2 separate regions of the Mus musculus genome follow, and region 2 is linked to region 1. A link is a contact called in public HiChIP or PLAC-seq data. All regions are on one chromosome and are shown on one strand. The core of a region is the stretch at or near the end of the contact, and the rest is flanking DNA. Distances in the headings are between cores, read along the strand shown. Region 1 holds the start of Skap2 (src family associated phosphoprotein 2). Region 2 holds the start of Hoxa13 (homeobox A13).

The links. HiChIP or PLAC-seq counts read pairs in DNA pulled down with a chosen protein or histone mark.
Region 2: an H3K4me3 HiChIP or PLAC-seq map of embryonic forebrain shows a contact between it and region 1, with 4 times the contacts expected there. The contact joins the promoter of Hoxa13 here to the promoter of Skap2 in region 1. A contact is called at or near these places in 6 of 39 promoter capture datasets (cranial neural crest, frontonasal cranial neural crest, hippocampal neurons and 3 more), 1 of 484 Hi-C or Micro-C datasets (uterus) and 8 of 115 datasets of contacts at active chromatin or transcription factors (astrocytes, craniofacial prominence, embryonic basal ganglia and 5 more).

The regions. Positions count from the first base shown.
Region 1 is chr6:52,010,653-52,014,621 of GRCm38.p6, forward strand. It overlaps Skap2 (src family associated phosphoprotein 2), which reads right to left and starts at 1,897. Exons shown (of 13, transcript NM_018773.2): 1 at 1,683-1,897. The coding sequence starts at 1,749.
Region 2 is chr6:52,257,956-52,262,349 of GRCm38.p6, forward strand. It overlaps Hoxa13 (homeobox A13), which reads right to left and starts at 2,925. Exons shown (of 5, transcript NM_008264.1): 1 at 2,682-2,925; 2 at 2,597-2,680; 3 at 2,587-2,594; 4 at 1,909-2,585; 5 at 898-1,193. The coding sequence starts at 2,819. The coding sequence ends at 949.

The DNA of each region.
Region 1 (3,969 bases), core at 647-3,146:
AAAATGTAAAGCTAACTTGTAATCTGCAAAGTTATTATTTTGATATTTGTTTCTAATCCCTCATGTATTTTAGAAAAAACTAATTTCAAACATTATGCTAGTCCAACCTCTAATTTAAAAGATGGCAGAACTACACAGGAAGTTAGGATTAGCAGGTAAATGTATAATCCTGCTCTCTTTACAGGATACAGGAGAGAGCGAAAACAGTCTGTAATCTGTGAGGGTCAGTGGGTGACGGCTGTTGTAGTCATACAACATAGGATGTTGGAAGAGTGACTGTGGGTCCAAGCTTTAGAAGCAAAACCGGGTTGTTATTTTTTTTAATTACAAATATGGACAACCTAAAAACGATGACATTTCTGGAACAAAACATTTTTCTGATCTAATTATTAAGATATTTTTCTAAACATGCAATTCCTGCATTGCCCCTCCCGCCACCCCATAAAATGTTAACTGTAATGAGACCAAACTGGTACTCCTCTAAGCTCTCATATAAGAAACTAAAACATTTCCTTAAATCAGCATCGACAGTTCTTTCATCATTTCTCTTAGTGCTATCCATGAATGATGAGAAGCATTTCTCAGAGTGACATAGCACACCCTCACCCTGCATCATGTTCATACAAACACAAGTCTCCATCCACACATAATGCAAACAACCCAACAGCTTAACAAGGTATTCTATGATGCTTGGTCTCATACTGTTGCAACTGTAACTTACTAGTTCAAATGTACCTTTTAGAGGACATTGTTTTTAACGATTAAAACACACAGTTAACAGCACAGGCATCTAAGCGAAACTTTTTAATCCATGATCTATATTGAAAGGAATGTTTTAGAGACAACCAAACTAAAATTATTCCATTTCCAGATGTTAGCATCTACAAGACAAAGTATATGGTGGTATCTAAGACCATCAGGATAGGTGAGACTTGTGATACTCTAAAAAGATGTATTTTTTATTTTGTGCAGAACTATCGAGCTTTTCTTGATGCTTAGTGGAACTACACACCTCCAGACATTACTGACCTAACTGAGGAACTGAGGAACCGCATTTCAACTCCTACAAGTAAGTTCCTATAAATGGGAATGTAAAACCAAAAAGGGGAAGATGAGGTTGCAAAGATGAAGTTCCTTGATCACATGATACAGGAAGTAGGAGTTTTAACACAGCCTTCCTTTTTCACTTTTAATAGTTACTGAGGCTTTAGAAATAGTGGCTATTTGAAAATCGGGCACCCTTCAAAACTATAAACATGTTTGGCCTGACTGTTCAAGAAAATGGGGGTGGGGTTGGAAATAGTGCCTTTTGGCCTCCTAACTCCCAACACCTGCGGCCCTGCAGATGCACCTGCATCCTTACTGGCCAGGCCACCCAGGCAGGACCTAGTGCTTGGACTTCTGCTTTCGCAGTTCTCAAACATGCATTCATCAACATTTGCTGTCCATCTCCCGCCCTCACATTCCGGTCTTCATGAAACGCATAACTGTCCGGCTGTCCAGGGAGGATCAGCACATTTCAGCATACACGCCCACTCCCTTCTAGTCCCGACATCCCAGTCCCCCTATACGGCCCGCCCCCCACCGTCCGCATAGGGTGAGGGCTAAGCGCTTCTGTCCCTGTCGGCTCGCCGTCCCCGCGCCCCCGCCCCTAGCGTCACCGCCCCCTTCCCGCTCTTTACCTGCCAACAGGTTCCTAATTTCCTCAGGGAGAGGGCCGGGAGAAGAGGTACAGCTGGGGTTGGGCATGATAATGGCTTGGACCTAGACTCGCAATAGCGGTCCGAGTAAGCACCGAGAGGCTACGACTCCGGACACGGCCCGTCCGAGACTGCCAACAAGGAAGTCACTAGCTCTCCAGCCAGCGGTCGCTGGACGCCGGGCCCTGCCCCCTCCCCGCCCGGGAGAATTGGGCGGGGCTATGGGTGAAGGGGCGGGGAGACCGGCCTTAAAACCTGACTGCGCTTGCGTAGACCTTGCTTTCTGACTGTCCGAAGAAAGCGCCTCCGGGTAGACCACGCCCACACACAGCCGGGAAGGCCACGCCCATACGCGGAAGCGAGCAGGAGGCGAGGCCTCCGAAGGAAGGGAGCGAATTGGAGCTGTGTCACCTGACCGGCCCTTGAAGCTCGTCCGCGCCATTTTCGTTACTGGTATGTCAGCCACACCTCTCTTTCTCCAGGATTCCGGAAAATAAAGCCTCCGCAAGGCTTACGCACTTTCCCTTTAAGGGGTCATCTAAATACTGGTCTTTTCCACCAAGGTTTAAACCCCCGTCTGGTAACCCACCAAGAAGTTTCTACCATTACCCCCCAACTAGCATGGCTTTCTTTGTCCCACTAGATGAAGGTAACGGAGTCCCATTTTCCGCCAATCCTTCCTGAGAGTCTTAGTCCTAAAACGGCGGAGCGTTCTGATTGGCGCTGACATTACTTTCCTACTTATTCTTGGTGTGGTTGATTTCTCTCGCTCTGACGGAATTAGTTCTAGATAATATCCTTTTAGGGTCAGGCACCTGAAATGTGCCAGAAAGCCACCTGTACCGTTGCCCGCTCTAAGTATTTTTTAATTGCAAATAGTGGTTAGAACAGGGAAAATATAAAATTTACTTCAATCTAGTCAGCAAAGGTTGAGTCTTTCAATATTACACGTTTACACTTAAAATCCAAAAAGTTCTGGGTCCTTTAGTCTTTAAAATGGGTGGTGTGTGTGTGTGTGTGTGTGTGTAGAAATGATAATTACATTCAAGTGCCATCAACCTTTACAATCCATTAAAACCTACTGTGTAGACATATTTGTCATGTAGATGACGCTACCAGAGCTACTTAAATACAAAAGAGGATGATACGAGTCTTCAGAGAGGAACTGACAAGGGAAAACATTTTGAATGTAAAGTGTGTATTTAGTTAAAAATATGCTTGGAAAGGTGGCTAATGATACACATCAAGTTGCACCTTCCACTTTCCTTTGCCAGGCACATCATTTTCAAAATGACATCTGAATATCACCTACCTACATTGGTAGAAACAAACAGTGGTTTGTTTGTTCTTATTTCTCCTAAGTTGTGCTCAGAATGTTGTGTCAAAGCTCCAATCAGGAGTATGTTTGTAGGAGGCACAGTATGGTGTGGGGGAAGGGGGTGTCTCTGTGAGACATGCTGAGATACCAGCACAGGAAAGTATAGTATAGAATATTTTGGGCATGGGGAGGGGAATTGAGTGGAGACAGAGAAAAGCAGAGAGAGGGGGAGAGGAGGGGAGAAGACAGGAGAGGAAAGGAGAGGAGAGGAGAGGAGAGGAGAGGAGAGGAGAGGAGAGGGGAGGGGAGGGGAGGGGAGGAGAGGCAGGCAATAAGCATGTGGAGAGCACAGGGAGGGGCATGGAGAGAGAGGGTAAGGAGCAGGAGCAATAGAAGAGAAGGGAGCAAGAGAGAGAGGGAGAGAGAAGGGGGGCAAGCAGCCCCTTTTATAGTGAGTCAGGCACACCTGACTGTTGCCAGCTAACTGTGAGGCGGAGCCTAGACTAAATGCCAACACATGTACCCTGCAGCTTTCTCCTCCTCCTTCTTCTTCTTGTTCTTCTCCCTCTCCCCCTCTTCCTCTTCCTCTTCTTCTCCATTTATCTATTTATTGTTTTGTTTTCAAGACAGGGTCTCTCTGTCTTAGAACTCACTAGACCAGGCTGTCCTTGAACTCACAGAGCACCACCTGCTTTTACCTCAATGAGTGCTGAGATTAAAGGCATGTGCCACTATCCCAGCTTTTTTTTCCCCTCCAGCTTTCTTTAGACCAATGTTCTTTATACTTTAGTCGGCCTTAGAATCACAGAGAGAAGCTACTAAAATGTGGAGCCTAAAGTCCTACCAAAGAAATTCGGATTAAATGGAAAACAGCATTTAATTTAATTTTGGTTTTGAGAACTATATTACTACTGTTTCCTAACTCTTAACAAAGTAAAATTTGTAATAAGT
Region 2 (4,394 bases), core at 1,675-4,174, 250 kb after region 1:
GAACGGGTTTCCATTTTGAGGTTTTTTTTTCTAAGTAAAAAAGGAAAATGATGTCCCTAGCAAAATGTTTAACAAGTATTGGAAAATGCCAATTTAAAAAATTTAAAGAAAGAGTATGTTTTAGGAGAAATCCATACTAGGGTGGGACCTTCCAGGAGAAGGGGCATAAAGTGAATTCTTCGTATTATTTGGTGAGATTTAAACACTTCAAAAATTACAACAAATCCTGTGGAAAAATCCTTTGACAGTGTTGGTTAATCCACCATGTTTGTTGTAAGCAATTGAAAGGTATTTCCAGAAGCTCCTTACCCACCCAGGGTTCTCTTGTAACCTCAAGGGTTTAGCTGGCCAGATTTACTATCAAAACAATAGATCCTTGGATGAGCGTTCTCTCTCCTCTCATCTCCCTTTTTAGCAATAGTTCAAATAAACAATTCAGTGCCTTTCCCCCTTCTAAGCCTCTACCTGAAACATTTCCAGAAGGAACAATGGCAGGGATTTCAATAAGGTTTACCTGAGCAGGCACTTAACATGCAAAGGGGAGGGTGCTGGACCAGCTGCGTGGAAACAGCCTTTGTTTCTGTAACCAGTTTTCAGATTACCATCTAACACAGTGTCCTAAAATATAATGGTCACATAAATACTTACAAGATTTGAGAAAATTCATAATTTATCTGAAATTGTGTGTTTTAGGGGCTGATGAGTTGACTCTAGAGTTTGTCACTTAACGCTGTGGTGGGGTTGTCGGGAAACCTGGCAGTCTTTACCATTCCTTAAGGTTTTGTTTTAATTGTAGATTCCATGGAAGAGAGAGTCCCCTTAGGAGAGCAAACGTCAGCGTCTCTCTATCCAATTCTTCAGTTAGTATGATGCATTATTATTATCTGGGCAAAGAAACAAATCCTTAAGCGTTTCTTCAAGCTGCCCTCTGCTCCACCTTTTAATCCATTAACTAGTGGTCTTGAGTTTATTGATGACTTTTTTCTCTTTGACCCTCCTGTTCTGGAACCAGATTGTGACCTGCCTCTCAGAGAGGTTTGTCGTGGCTGATATCCTCCTCCGTTTGTCCTTGGTAATGAATTTGTTCGTAGCGTATTCCCGTTCGAGTTCTTTCAACTGCACCTTAGTGTAAGGCACGCGCTTCTTTCTCCCCCTCCTATAGGAGCTGGCGTCTGAAGGATGGGAGACGACGTCTGTAAGATAAGGAAGAAGGCAAGTTACTCTGGGAGCCGACCTGAGCCAGAACACAGGCGACAGCTCAATGTGAACTGCCGGCCTTGCAATGCCTGATTGCTCTTTGCCACGAATGCTGTACAATCCAGCCTTCTGCCAAAGCCTGGAGCGTTAGTAGGGGGGTATGGTTAGTTGTGTACTGAAATGAAATCGCCCAGAGTTCCAGTGACCACCCCAATCCGGTCATTCTGCATGTACAGCGGTCCACACCTTAGCACTCAACAGGGTTCAACACTTCTTTCTGTAGAGCTCGGCTCCTCTCAGCTTGCCCCAAGTCCCAACATTCTATGCTTCTCCAACGAAGCCTTTTTTTTCAGAGAACCATCAGGGACAATTTGGTGAGCTCAAAATCGAGTCTATTTCCCATCTTGGAGTCAATGTCAAGGGCTTGGGAGGGTGGGGCACCCAGAGAGAAAGGGGCTGCCGGAGTTGGAACCCACAAGCTTCCTCCCAGCTACCCTTTACCAAAGGAGGGCCCGGGGACCGGCTCGACTTAGGGCAGGGCGGACGGACAGCGCCAGCCAGCCGGGGCCAGGCTCCCAGGGGTGCAGAATTGCTAAGGCAAGCCAGGCCAGGGAGAATGCGGGGGGGGGGGGGGGTTAGTGACCCTGGGGCACGAGCCGAGGAGAAGCTGAAAAGCTGGAAGACCCGGGCTGGAAAGGGGGCGCCATTTACCGGGCAGAGTGGACTTCCAGAGGTGGGGAGGCTGCGTCTGCTCTTTGGGGCAGTACATTTGGCCGTTCCAGCCGTTGGGCAGAGCCCAGGGCTGATAGCTTTCCATGGGAAGCCCCAGAGGCTCGTGGCGCGACTCGCCAGGACCCCCGAGCCCCGGAACTACTGGCATATCCAGGTAGCCGGGCACGGGCTGGTGATGGTGGTAAGGCCCGGCTGCGTAGCCCTGATGGTAGAAAGCAAACTCCTTGGCGCGGGAGCTGAACTCCTCGGCCGCGGGGCCGGCGGTGTCCATGTACTTGTCGGCGAAGGCGGCGGCGGCCGAAGCAGGCTGCGCGCACGACTTGATGGCGTTGGGGTGCGGGCCCATGCGGGCGCACGGGTAGTAGCCGCTGCCGAAGTAGCCGTAGGGCAGCGCCGCGGGCCCCGACGAGCTCTGTGCCGCCGCCGAGCAGGGACTGCACTGCTTGGCGGCCTCGGCACCCGCGGGCCCCGCCGGCCCGGGCCCTCCCGACGACGACGCGGCAGCCGCGGCGGCGGCGGCAGCAGCGGCGGCGGCGGCGGCGGCGGCGGCGGACGGGGGCGCCTCCCCCGGGGCGCTGCTGTACGCGGCCGCGGCGCCGGGCGCCAGGGGTGCGGGATGCGCCATCAGGTTGCGGCACTGGTTGGCCGCGGCGGCGGGCGGCGGCGCCGCTGCGGCCACCGAGAAGTTGCCCCCCGCGGCCGCGGCAGCCGGGTGGGGGAAGCCCCCGCCCCCAGCTCCCGCCGCCGCCGCCGGCCGCCGCCCGTGCCGCCGCCGCCGCCCCTTCCATGTTCTTGTTGAGCTCGTCGGCCACCAGGCCGCCGCCGTTGTCGTAGAGAAACATGACGGTGGGCTCGATCCAGCGGGGGTGGAGGAGCACGGAGGCTGTCATAGCCCGAGCCGCATGGAGAAGACCCCAGTGGCGCTGTTTTAAAAAGCCCCCAAGAAGTGAAGAGCGCGGCGCGCGGGGCCGGGGCCCGAGCGAGGGGGGCGGGTCGCGCCCTGCGGGGTCGCGCCAGGCGGCCGCCCATTGGCCCGCCCCCGGCCCGCCCCCGGCGTATGCAAAGCGGGAGGCTCCGGCTCGGCTCCGCGCTGGGCCCGCCGTCCCCGCCGCCGCCCGCGCGGTCCTCTGCGCCAGCTCTAGCTCCCGCCGCGCGGCCGCGCAGCAGTCACCCACGGAGGAGGCGGGGGTGGGTGGGGGGGAGAAACTAGGGCGGGTGGGGCTGGGAACACAGGGACCCCGATCCCTTCCCGGGTTTCGCGCGGAGGTTGGGAGGGGCAGTGAGCGGCTGCGGTTGGGGTGCGACCTGAGGTCGTGGGGACAAGTCAGGTAAATTCTCCAGTGGCCAGGAATGAGGGTTTGCCTTGGCCTTGGACTGGCCCAGGATGTCCTGGCATGTTTTAGGGACCTCTGGGGCTGTTTTCTTTCCAGGGATGGATACATCTTTCTGCAGCTAGACCCTCCCAAGGATGTGGGAGCTTTCGCCTGGCCGAGATTGCACTCCCCACCCCCCCCTGGGGAACAAGGGCGTTTGTTTCCTGTTGGTTCCAGGAGAAGTCTGGAGCAAGGGTCCCAGGACATTTCTCTGGGAAGTTTGGGCTGCATTTGGGAGCTCCCTTCCCTGTTCTCAGGCTCTAGAGGACAATTTCAATTAGGCCTAAGGACTCAGAAGATCAGAACAACTAATTGTATCTCCTACACTCATCACACACGCGAGCGCAAATATTCGCGCGCGCGCACACACACACACACACACACACACACACACACACACACACACAGAGAGAGAGAGAGAGAGAGAGAGAGAGAGAGAGAGAGAGAGAGAGAGAGAGAGAGAGATGCATACTGCCACATTGTCCAACTTGTATATACAGCTCGCTATTCATTCCGATGCAGCAGCTATTCTCTCTGGTCCGCAGAGGATTTCAGATGAAGAAAGCACCATTCACTCACACTCCTGTCTCAGGAGTCCGGCTGCCTTTTCCTGAAGGGGTTTAAGAGGAACAGGCCCCAGCTGGGCTGCTGGCTGGAACTCCAGCCACGGTTCTGGGACTTCCTACAAGTCACTCCATAGATCCTGAGTTGGACACTTCAGACACCTGGCAATCCACTGTTGCATTCCGTTTTGGGGAAAGAGAAAAAGGCTCTTTGGGATCCTTTCATGGTTTTTCTCCTAATAGGGGCTCAGCCTGTAGTGGGTTCAAGGTGCCGGGGTTCAGCTGATGAGTTCCTCTGTACCTTGAGCTTGGTGGGGTGTTTGTATTGGGAGAGCAACGTTTGGATGCAGTGTTTTGATAAAGGATTCTGGGGACCCTGCCTCCTTAGGACTACATGCATTTCTGGTTGTGCAAGTGTGAACTGGTCAGACATCCAGAGGGGAACAAATGGTCAAAGTGAAAGTGGTGCGTTCTGGAAAATATAGACTGGGAAGAGTTCTGTACTATCTTTGCTCAAATGCTCTGGTAG